Regions from separate parts of the Mus musculus genome. Here all the other regions are linked to region 1. A link is a contact called in public HiChIP or PLAC-seq and promoter capture Hi-C data. All regions are on one chromosome and are shown on one strand. The core of a region is the stretch at or near the end of the contact, and the rest is flanking DNA. Distances in the headings are between cores, read along the strand shown. Region 1 holds the start of Sall4 (spalt like transcription factor 4). Region 2 holds the start of Bcas1os2 (breast carcinoma amplified sequence 1, opposite strand 2). Region 3 holds the start of Tmem189 (transmembrane protein 189).

Evidence for each region. Promoter capture Hi-C pulls out the DNA fragments that hold promoters and counts their contacts. HiChIP or PLAC-seq counts read pairs in DNA pulled down with a chosen protein or histone mark.
Region 2: a contact with region 1 is called in an H3K4me3 HiChIP or PLAC-seq map of embryonic forebrain, with 7 times the contacts expected there. The contact joins the promoter of Bcas1os2 here to the promoter of Sall4 in region 1. A contact is called at or near these places in 2 of 39 promoter capture datasets (hippocampal neurons and pre-B cells) and 1 of 115 datasets of contacts at active chromatin or transcription factors (embryonic forebrain).
Region 3: a contact with region 1 is called in a promoter capture Hi-C map of cranial neural crest. The contact joins the promoter of Tmem189 here to the promoter of Sall4 in region 1.

What each region holds. Positions count from the first base shown.
Region 1 is chr2:168,765,179-168,768,930 of GRCm38.p6, reverse strand. Sall4 (spalt like transcription factor 4) reads left to right here and starts at 1,730. Exons shown (of 4, transcript NM_175303.4): 1 at 1,730-2,019. The coding sequence starts at 1,902. It overlaps Gm14261 (predicted gene 14261), which reads right to left and starts at 2,788. Exons shown (of 2, transcript NR_166178.1): 1 at 2,687-2,788; 2 at 821-2,149.
Region 2 is chr2:170,354,533-170,358,284 of GRCm38.p6, reverse strand. It overlaps Bcas1os2 (breast carcinoma amplified sequence 1, opposite strand 2), which reads right to left and starts at 1,924. Exons shown (of 8, transcript NR_040610.1): 1 at 1,887-1,924; 2 at 1,366-1,487. Bcas1 (breast carcinoma amplified sequence 1) reads left to right here. Exons shown (of 13, transcript NM_029815.2): 11 at 1,972-2,037.
Region 3 is chr2:167,659,695-167,663,446 of GRCm38.p6, reverse strand. It overlaps Tmem189 (transmembrane protein 189), which reads left to right and starts at 1,903. Exons shown (of 6, transcript NM_145538.2): 1 at 1,903-2,074. The coding sequence starts at 1,951.

The DNA of each region.
Region 1 (3,752 bases), core at 481-2,980:
TCATCTCCTTATTACTATCCTGACTGACGTGGCCGAAGGGTCCCCACCTCATTCCAGGGCAGATAGAGCTGCTATGCCCTAACTATCACTAACTTAGATAAAGGAACAGAACCATATTACACAATGCTTCCCTTAAAGGGCTCATCTTTCTTGAGTTGTAAACTGTACATTCCTTCAGATTTGTGAGTTATAGCGCCTGCTCTGCTCCTTTCCCAGAAAGGTGTGGAGAATATTGGTAGATTAGTCAGCGAGAAGGCAGGTGTTAATTTGCCTTCTGACTCGGTATCAGAATCTTCAAGTGCTTTTATGCAGCATGAAAACAGATTCTTCCCCGCCAAGGCCACCACGCCGCCACCCTGGCTGGCAGGAGGGGCTGTCCTATTTCTTTTAGATGTTGCGCTCGAAGTAATTCAAGCTACGTTGCAGAAGAAAGACCAGAACTGGAAAGCAGGCATTTCTGTAAGGGCTCAGTGCTAGCTACGCATATCAAACCTGTGGTCCAGCTGACTTATTCAGCTCTGGGTTGTCCACAGGCACAGGTGAGCATGCTCATGAGGTCAGGCTCCTGTTTCCCGCTTCCTTCCTCACCAGCCTCTCAGAAGCAGGAAACGACAAATAGCTAATCAAGAAAATGCAAAGCAGAAAGATGGAGGAGAGGCTGATGTCTGCCCAGTCTCTCATAATGAAGGCAAAGTCAAATAAGGATCTAGCTGTCCACAGGTCCCATGGGAAGGCCACAGAGGGGGCTGGCCAGTTAGTTGAACTTCTTCAACACTGAGCTCAGACACTGTTGCAAGGAAGTTAGCCAATTAAACTTAGGTAGATTTGAGAAATAAATTTTTATATCCATACACACCCTTTTAGGAAATTCTAGGCATTCCCGAATCAGGACCACACAACTTCAGGAGGAAGTGGCTTTTCTGTAAGTCAGTTCTGTATTGCAGTGTTCTAGAAAGCAGTTAAGTACAAACACCCTCGTACCTTTTGGGAGCCCTGAACAGCTTTAGGGATAGAATCTGCAACCACTTGCTATTCTGGAATTGTTTTCTAGCAAGTTTGCTTTTCATCTGCCCTTTCTACAGTTAGCAGACAGTGGTTTAGAAGTGCTTCCGAAAATCCAGGAAGTTTACAACAAATCCTGGCTCGTGAATATGAATCCCGCGAGTATTACTCAGCATTTTAAGGATGCAAACCCTGGTGGGTTCGGAAGAGCTTGAAATTAGGTAAGATGGGGAGGTGGGATGGACAGAAGGTACCACCGGCCACTTCAAAACGCAGTTTTAACATTTCCGTAAAAAGAAAATTGAAAAGGGACTCGAGTCTCTTGTTCAGGTTTGATTTTAGAGGGAAAAGTTGAACCGACTTATTTTTCTGTGAGCGGAAAGACCTTTCTCAGCTGGTAGTTATCAACTACGCCAATTACTACAATAATTTTGTGGAGCGCGTAACCGAGATACATCGGTTCTAGAACTTTCATGTCCAGCCCTGATTTTCAATAAACCAATTTTCCTTTTTCCGTCTCAGAATTCGGATAGTGGCCGCAAGGATGATTCCCCCCACCTCCAAGTCGATCCACGCCTCGGCCAATCTGAGCCCGGATGCTAATTAGCTATGCTTCCTAGATGAACACGCCTTTGTCACATGTAGGGCCGGACTACAAGGCCCAGCATGCCTCTCCCCTCCCTGATCAATGAGGGCTTATTTAAATGATCTCTGAGGTCTTGGACCCAGGCCAATCAGCTGTCAGAGCTCATGATAAATCGCAATGCATTATTGATAATAATAATTACTGGGACATGCGCGTTTCGGCCGAAGGGGGCTAAAATTTCCCAACTCCAGGAATTGGTGGCGGAGAGGGGGCAAGTCACCAGGGCTCTTCCCGGCGCCCCAATGCGCGCACCATGTCGAGGCGCAAGCAGGCGAAGCCCCAGCACATCAACTGGGAGGAGGGCCAGGGCGAGCAGCCTCAGCAGCTACCGAGCCCCGACCTCGCCGAGGCGCTGGCGGCGGAGGAACCCGGTGAGTGCGGCTGCGGCCACGTCCGTGCGCCCGACTGTCCGTGCGTCCCGGGAGGGCGCTCCTAGCACTGCCGCGCGTCCCTCGAGGGCGCGGGTTCCGGGAGCCGATTCTGGAATGGGGATTCCGGACTCTGTTCCAGGAAAGGAGAGATGCGGAGGGAGGGAGCCTCAATCCCCCACCTCGGAGGGAGCCTCAACCCGCCCACCCCTTTGCAAATCCCCCTAGTTTTCTCCCTCTTATTGTAAAGTTGATTCCACATTCTGCCTCTCCCTCCAACTTCTCTCTCCTCGTCCACAGTCCCATAATTGGTTTCCCTCCTTTGGATACATAAGCACCCACCTACGCCGGTAACTTGGGCTTCCTTCACCCCCTCTCTAGTGGCGCCGCTTTTAAAAGAAAGAGACCCCCAAGTCTCCCCACCCTCTCTACTACCCTCTTGGGGGCCCCTGGGGGAGGGGCGCACCTCTGGGGGACCCCCCGAGGAGGGCGATCTGTTGCACGCGCCCCTCCCAGGCCGAGTGGGGGGAGGGGGCGCGACCTCTCCCCACCCCCAGGCCGGGGTACGGGCCACCCGCACAGCGCAGAGGGCGGGGGAGGCTGTTGGGCTTAGTTCCCTTTCGGAGGAAGGGAACTTTTATTTTTTTGTAATTTTAGATATTTTGTTTACCTTTTTTTTTCTTTCCGCCTTTCCCGGGGGCTACGGCGCCTGCTGCCGGTCCTCGCCCTAACCTTTCGGGGCCTGACCTCCAGCCATCTTTGATTTCCGACTATCTAAAAATAACCGCGGCCAGCGGGAGGGTGCGGGCCGGGGCCCGGGCAGCGGGTGCATGGTCACCCCCTCTGGGGCGCACCCCCGCTCCTTTATTTATTTTTTTGCACGGATCCCCCGGGCGGCACTGCTCAGCACACGCCCGGGAGGTGAAAGGGGAGAGGTCGGGTTGCGGCTGACCCGGCCTGAGCCTCCACGGAGTTCAGGACCTCAGCGCGGCCGGGAGCTGCGGGCGAGCCCCTCGTCCCTGCCCGCCGTGCTGTCGCCGAAGAAACCGGGAACGTTGGGAGGAGGGAGTCCCCCTGGGCCTCCCGCTCGATTCCAGCTCTCCGCGGATGGTGGGCGGTGTGCGGACTCTGCGCGCTCTGCTTGGGCGCTCCTGTTTTCCCCGGAGTGGGATCCTACTTTTCCCAAACTTAACGAGTTTATCAAAGTTCAGTGACCTTCTACCTCATTGTATCCCCCCCCCCTGCCCCCCAGGGCAACTGGAAGGTCATTGCTTGTTCGAGGGGGCGGATGTGAGTTTTGGGGCGTTGGAGCATCCCACATCATAGGGCCGGGCAGCTGGGATGGACTCTTTGTGCCTTGGCCCGGGGAGCTAGGGGTGGGGGTGCAGATCATGGAGAGGCTGGGTCGCTTGGTCCACCTGGAACAAAAGGGTTAACCCTCAGCCCGCCTGCTTCCTCTGGAGAGGAGGGGCGAGCTCTCGGCCCTGACCCCTCCCCTGGTCCTGCGATGACCTCCCTTCCCCCTCCATTTGGGGTGAGCGCATACTAGTGTTTTTTGTTTTGTTTTTTTCTCCTATTTAGCTGGTGGTGGGGACTCTGGGGGTGGGCGGCATGGAGAGGTGGCTTGCTATAGAAGGGCTTCCGAAATCTCCGCTGGCTGGAGTCGTAGTTAACCTGGCTGCACCCTGAGGCCGCTGGGCGCGCGCTGCCACCCAGCCTTGGGAAGCGAGTTTTCT
Region 2 (3,752 bases), core at 675-3,174, 1.6 Mb before region 1:
CAACTGAAAATTTTCCCAGGGGGTAGGGGGAGATGGGTGGCTCGTTTGGAAAACTGTTTGACTTCCAAGTGTGAGGACCTAAATTTCACCCCTGGAGCCCATATTTAAAAGACCAGGTGACACATGCTTATAGTCCCAGCACCGGAGGGACAGAAACAAGCAGATCTCTGGAGTTCACTGGTCAGCCAGTCTAACTAAGTTGGTGAGTTCCAGGTTCAGTTGACTCTGCTTAGGAGGCGAATGCATTCTGGGGAATGTTTCTCGCGGTGAAGAGACACCGTGACCAAGGCAACCCATAAAGGGAAGCACTTGACCGGGAGCTGGCTCACAGTGTGTTAGATGGTTAGTCTGTAACCATTGTGATGGGGAGCGTGGTGGTACACAGACAGGCATGGTGCTGGAGAGGCAGCTGAGCCCCCATACATAACCACAGGACACAGGAAGGGAGAGGGGGTGAGAGAGACAGAGACAGAGAGAAACAGACAGAGACAGACAAACGGATTGGCTTGTGCTTTTGAAACCTCAAAGCCCATCCCACTGACATACTTCCTTCAGTAAGGCCCCACCTCCTGATCCTTTCCTCTGACACTTTGAGCGTCATCTCTCAGACTGAAGAGCAGCATCTAACACTAATCCCTCAGAATGCATTTGAGCTCCTGTAAGGTTTTCTTTGTCGTGCGTGTCTGGTATGTGTGCTTATATATGTTTGCCTGTACCTGTGCACATGTGCACCTGAGGCTGATGTTGAGAGTCTTCCTTACGTGTTAAGGGTGTGGTCTCTTGGTTGAACCAGGGGCTCTCAGATACAACTAGCCTATGTTAGCCAGGAATCCTGTTTCCACCTTCCTCCAGTGCACTGGAATCACAAATGGCCGCCATGCCCACCCAGCCTCTTGGGGTCTGGGCTCTGTCTTCACACCTGCCGCTTGCATGGAAGGTGCTTTAGCCACCCGGCCAGCTCCCGACCCGCCTCTCATGTTATCAGGATGAAGTGTTCTGAGCTGTGCTGTGCTCTGTGAGTGTGTGCTGTCTGCTAAGAGAACATCCCAGTTGATAGCGGTGCAGTTGGGAGTCCCCGCTTCCTGAGCAGCTGGGAGGAGATGATACTAACCAATGAGCGCGCATCCTCACGTCACGTGGGAGTTTGAGCGCACCAGCACAGTTTGTGGCCAGTTAGAGCACAGCTCAGAGCCCCCTGAGGAGCTTGTTAAACACGGGTGGCTGAGCCCCAGGCCCAGAGTTTCTGATTCTGTGGATCTGGATCTAAGCAGATGTGAAGAACTTACATCTCTCTAACGAGTCCCCTGGTGAGTCTGGTGCCTCTGGGCCTGTGGCCACACCTTTGGAACCGGTTGCTTAGCTCACCTGGTTGAAGGAATCAAAGATGCAGATTTGACTAGGTACCGCCCTGTTGAGGAAGCCACTGGCTCTAGGGGGCGCTAAAGGATGGAGGATGGGTGCTCATTAACTCAACTCTCCTCCACTGCCTAAAAGTAGCAAAAAAAAAAAAAAAAAAGTTAGCAGGCAAGTTCATTCATTTATTCATTCATTCACTCATATCTCTAACCTCCTTTTCCTTCCAACATTACTTTCTTCCCCTCCTTCTTCTGAAAGAGGATCTCATTTAGCCTAGGCTATCTCATAGTCCTACTGCCCCCGCCCCTAAATGCTGGGTTTACAAGTGTTTTCCTGGGGAGACAGGAGCAAATGTCTATTTAGCTCATATATAATTTTTATTTCATTTATTTGTTTGATTGATTGTTGTTCCTTCGGGACGCTAATACTTGAATTCAGCAGACTCTGATGACACAGCCCCAGCTCTCCGAGTGACCCCTTTCCATTCCTGTCTGTATCCTAAATATCAAGGATAAATGAGGGGGGTTCACCGTCGTCATTGTCATCGTCGTCGTGCGTGCACCTGTGCACCGTTGCTGTGGTTACTGAAAGGATACTGTCTGTTTGTTGTTGTAGTCAGTGAGATCGAGCGAAGGGATCCCCCGCTCGGAAGAAAGTAACGTGAAAGACTCCAGCTGCCAAGTAAGTGACCGTGAACTCAGCCTGCGGGCAGGTTCAGCCTCGCGACCTGGAAGTTCATATCCACTTGTGAAACATTGCCTGGTTAAGCACCCACTGTATACCCAGCAGTATTGGGCTCTACAGACATGGTATGGGGCGAGTCCTCAGCGCTTCTCTCTCCATGTAGAAAGTTTCTTCCCAGACTTCCAGTGTTAGCAGAAATGTCACCTCCTCAAAGAGCTCCTGTGCCCCGCGGTCATCCCTGTCATAGAGTTTGCTCCCTTCTTGGTGCTGTAACAATTCTCATGTCTCTCCTGATCCTTCCCACCCATGTCTGGAACATTGTAGAGCAAGCAGGTGCTTCTAGGTTTCTCTCATCTTCTGTGGTGTCTGGCACAGAGACTTATTAGATCAACAATGCTCATCTCCTTGCTTTCTTTACTATTGACAAACAGAACGCTTGACATCTGTGCAGGTGCCTTCCTTTAAAAATGAGACCATGGGCTGGGTGGTGGCCCGCAGCCCTCTTCGTACAGGGTTTGCCTCACACATGGGAAGCCCTGGGCTCCATCCTGGCACTGCATAGAACCAGGCATGGTAGCACACGCCTGCAATCCCAGCACTTAGGAGGCAGAGGGAGGAAAATTAGCTGTTCAACATCATTACTAACCCCCTATTTTATAATACAGCACTCTTTTAATTTAAATAGATACTTCCATAAAAAATATCAGAGCTCTTTTGTTAACTTTAATAATACAAAGAAGTGCTTAAAAGCCTGTGTTTTAGACTCAAAGGGACTGGGTCTGATCCTGGCTTAAAGGGTTTTTCTGTTTGCTTGTTTTTATGGATTTTTTTGCTATAGTTGTTTGGAAAGATTGCCAATCTCCCAGTCCCTCAGTTCCCTTACCTAGGAGGATGTAGGGGACGCAGACTCCATAGAGCAAGCGTCCTGCCTAGATGAATCAGTACTGGGCAAGCACTAGGAACACTCCTGGTGTGGAGGCTCAATAAACAATTTAATGTCAGGGTAGGCTGCCAGAGCGAAACGCCATACAGTGAGTGACTCAAACCACAGGAATTTCTCTCACACGTTTCTGTTGGCTGGAAAGGCTACAAGCAAAGTATTGGCGAGGTTCTCTCCCTTGCATGCAAATGGCTGCCTTCCACCTTGCAGGGGAAACGGGAGGAAAGAGGAGGAACGAGGGAAGAAGAGTGCCCCCTGGTGTCTCTTCCTAGAATGACGCTAAGCCTATGAAATCAGCTCCATCTGTAGGACCTCATTTAACGTGAATTGTTACTTTGTTGCAAACATAACCACAAAAGGAATTCGTTTTCAGGGGGTGAAGTGGAGTTGCATGATTCAGCCAACTGCGGTGCTCCTTGTCATTATTGTCAAGCTGTTGATAGGGATTCACCATCCTATTATTTTGCTTATAGCACATGAATCTACAGCATAATTCAGATTTCTACTTCTATTAATAATTATGAAAGTATATGTTTTCATATGTTATGAATATAATATTAGAAATCATGATGTTTTCCATTTATTTTTTATACCTATATTGGACCCCCAAATCTACACACAATACTGGGCACTTTGGTGCCCAAACTTTCAAAGGTTCACCTTAGAAACACAGTAAACTTACTTTATACAAAAAGGAAAAGACAGGCCAGTGAGATCCCTCAGTGGGTAAATTCTGGTCGTGACACCCTGCCAACCTGAGTTTAAATCCCAG
Region 3 (3,752 bases), core at 654-3,153, 1.1 Mb after region 1:
GTGAACCACTGTCATTTGGATCAGCAGTCCTTTCTGAGACTGTCCTAGAAGCAAGTCTCTGGAAACAGCATCAGTTTGAGCAGGATTAATCAGGGAGCTGGAACAACAGGTCTCAGAATCTTAGCATCCCCGAGGGTGAATTCTAATTCTATAAGGACTGTCCATTTGGTCTTTCTGTGAACATAAAGTGTTTAGAGGTAATATATGTTTCTATATTAACATAATGTATGGAATGTGCACTGTGCACAGATCCGTTAAAGATGAATTTTGCAGCCGGGCAGTGGTGGTGCACACCTTTAATCCCAGCACTTGGGAGGCAGAGGCAGGCAGATCTCTGAGTTCAAAGCCAGCCTGGTCTACAAAGTGAGTTCCAGGACAGCCAGGGCTACACAGAGAAACCCCTGTCTCGAAAAAACAAACAAAAGACAAAGAAAAAAAAAAAAAAAACTACTGCCGAGCTGGAACCCTTGAGATTGCTCCCCTGGACTTGCACGGTTGAAGGAACAAGCCAACCAACGCCCAAGTGTTGCCCTTTGACCACACATGGACACTCAAGAACACACATGCACACAAAACAACAAAAAAACTACAGAAAGAGACTTCCCTGGTCATTTCCAGCAAATCTCAGAGACTCTGCATAGGGCCAAGCTGGTGCTCTGTGAATTGAATAACGGTGAGAGAGAGTTAGTTCTGACTACCCGTCTTGTCTGTCAATCAGGATGTCCTGGCCTCTGGGATCTCCAGCCCTAATCTGCAACCCTAGCCTTCTTGCTAACAGGCGCAGTTTGGGAGGGTCTGAGACCCAGCACCTGCCACAGCAAGTTCAGCAGAACCCCTGACACCCCAAATCTAATCGCGCAGTTAATACAAGTGCCAGGCTGTCACCTTCATCGGAACAGGAAGGACTTGGGCTACAGCCTGACGCGGCCATCCGAGTGGCTCTTCCTTTGAGTAGACGTAAGGAGACAGAGAAGGAGCTTGGAACGGACAGAGACCACCCAGGAAAGGAGCACTGAGGGAAGAGGAGATAGCCTGGGGAGGCTGGCAGCTGAGAAATATGAAGCTTAAATCTTAGAGAAGAACGAAGATGGAGCCTTGGAAAAATTCTTCAGATCTTAAGTTCCCTCTGCGGGCCCCAGGCACCTCTCAGTCTTGCAGCCCCAGGGTGGACGCTGTTTATCATCCCTTAAGGACTTTACATAAGCCTTTAGCTCTCTTAATGCTAATGCCTTAAAGACAGAAGCACGTTCTCTGACCCGGAATTCATTCAACCTCTCCTAAAATCTGTCAGCTGTTGGCCCAGGCAGAGTCCCTGCCCTCAGGGGCTCCTTTCCTGATAGAGAGACAGTTACTCCTGACAAGCTCTGAGTAGCGTGAGGGTGATGTCACAGTGACCAGAGGAGGGGGCACCCCAGCAGGTGGTCACGAGCGGCCTCTCAGAAGGCAATATTACTTCTTATGTTCCGTGATTGAGTCTTGCAATGTAGCTCAGGCTGGCCTCGAACGCGAGACACTCCTGGGTAGTGAAATGAAACCTAGCGCGTGCAGCCGATGTGCTGCCCCGTCCAGCAGCTTCCTAGCGAATGCACGATCTGCAGTAGCCATGCACTCCGTAGGCGCTTCGCAGCGCGTACTCCCTGCCTCCAGCGCGGTACGCGAGTTCGCGGGGCGCAGCGGGGACGCGCACATCCACCCTGCCTTCCGCGTCCAGCTGCGTCCAGCTGCGACCCCGCCCCCCGGCGCCGCGGTTGGCTGAGGCCCGAAGGCCTGCGATTGGCCGGGCGCGGCGCGGGCGCGGGCTCCGATTGGCTGTGACGCGGGGCCCCGCCGACGCCCCGCCCCGGCCGCCGCGCCCCGCGCCGGCCGGTCATTGGGCGGCGTGATATCGCCGCGGTTCCGCGGCCGCCGCCGCTGCAGGCAGAGCGCAGCGGGCGGGCCGGGCGACGGGCCATGGCGGGCGCCGAGGACGCGCCGGGCCGGCAGCCGGAGCTGGACGAGGACGAGACGGCGGAGGGCCGGCGCTGGGGCGCACAGCACGCGGGAGCCCGTGAGCTGGCGGCGCTTTACTCGCCAGGTAGGACGGATGGAGGGCCTGCGATCTGATGGGTGCTCGGCGCCGGGCCCGCCCCGACCGAACCCCAGGCGGTCCGAACACCTGGACCCTAACCCATCTGAGCCCTCTGGATCCGAACCTTAGCCCATTCGAAGTCCCCGGATTCGAACCCTAACCCATCCTGAGTCCACGGATTAGAACCCCAACCTATTCGAACCTCACTTCGACCCAACCCGTCCGAACCCCCACGAATCCAAACCCCAGCCCATCCGAAATGCCGAGATCTGAACTCTACCCAGATCCGAACTCCAGCAGCCCATTTGGACGCCCTTGGATCCGAACCGCACTCCATCCGAACCCTAGCCCCATCCTAACCCTGCCCCCAATCTAATCCCAGCTTCCACCCAAAGCGGAACTCCAGGGCTTCCAACTTTGCAAAGAGCACCCCTAGATCTTGGGACCCTAACTAAACCCCTTCCTACTCCGAGCCGTGAGGCTTTGGGGTTGCAGAGATTTAGGAACAGCCCCAATGCACCTGCGCATCCAGAGTCCTAGCCCCAGGGCACCTTGGGCAGTTTAGGAACCCCACCCTGGCCTGCCTTGTCTTCCTAAATCCCAGTCCAAGGCTTCCGGTTCTCAGGCAGCGCGAAGCCTTAGACATCTCAGTCGCAGGCACTGCCCTTAGCCACCTAAACTCACACGCAGTCCTAGGACCCCCACGTTACGAGTCTACACTCTGTGCGTTTTTTCCAAGACCGTGGGTTGCAAACTAACCCCCCTTCTGGGACTAACAGTTCTCTAGCCTCTAGGGCCCCGATTTGGATTTCAGCTGCAAAATATCCCAGGCGCTCTTCCCATAAGCTCCATCATGGTCCCTGCTTCAGTAGCTGCAGTGAACTTATCCCCTCCCCCTCCCATTGGGACCGGCAGCCCTCACCTCTTACTGGTAGATTCTCGGCAGCGATTCAGACCCTATTGAGTCTGGCTCTGTCCTCTCCCACACCCACACACTAGCTGCCCATTAGGACTTTGTGGGATACACTTATCACCACCCGGAGCCCCTTTCCCTGGCTCCACCCCTTCCCCCAAAGCCAGGTCCCCTCTCTGGTTTCTTTGCTTCTTGACATGCTCTTATCCTAACTGGCACTGGCTCCAACCCGCTCTCAGGGAGCCTCAGCAATCTCACTGCCTGGCTGGGTATCCCCAGGGGTTGCGGAAATGCCTGTGCATCCAGGGTCAGATGACAGCCAGCCTTGAGGCCCCTCAGCCAGGGTAGAGTCTCCAGGAGTTGGCTTTGTTATTCAACATTCTATCCGCTCCCTTGGCTGGGCAGCTACAGGGCACACAGCCCTGGCCTGGGTGGGGCTGAGGCCACTACCCCCTTGGCTCCCTGCCCTGGCTGGCATGCGATTGATGCTTTTTCAGCGCTAAGTGGCACGTGACATAGGACCATTTGCTTTTTCTCTTTGGGTCCTAGGTCAGTGAGGATTGGCCTCGCCTTAGGTTTCCAGTCTGTATGTTTGGTTTTCCACTTGTCTTGGGTGTTTGGTCTGTTCGGCTGGGTCCTTGACCCACACACCCGAACACCCAGCCTCAGGACCCGAGTTCTCCTTGAGGGAGGCTGGTGGCGTTAGCTGGATGGCCTGGGTGGTGCCTCTTCTCCTGATCACTCGCTGTAATGATACACACTGTGTGGCTC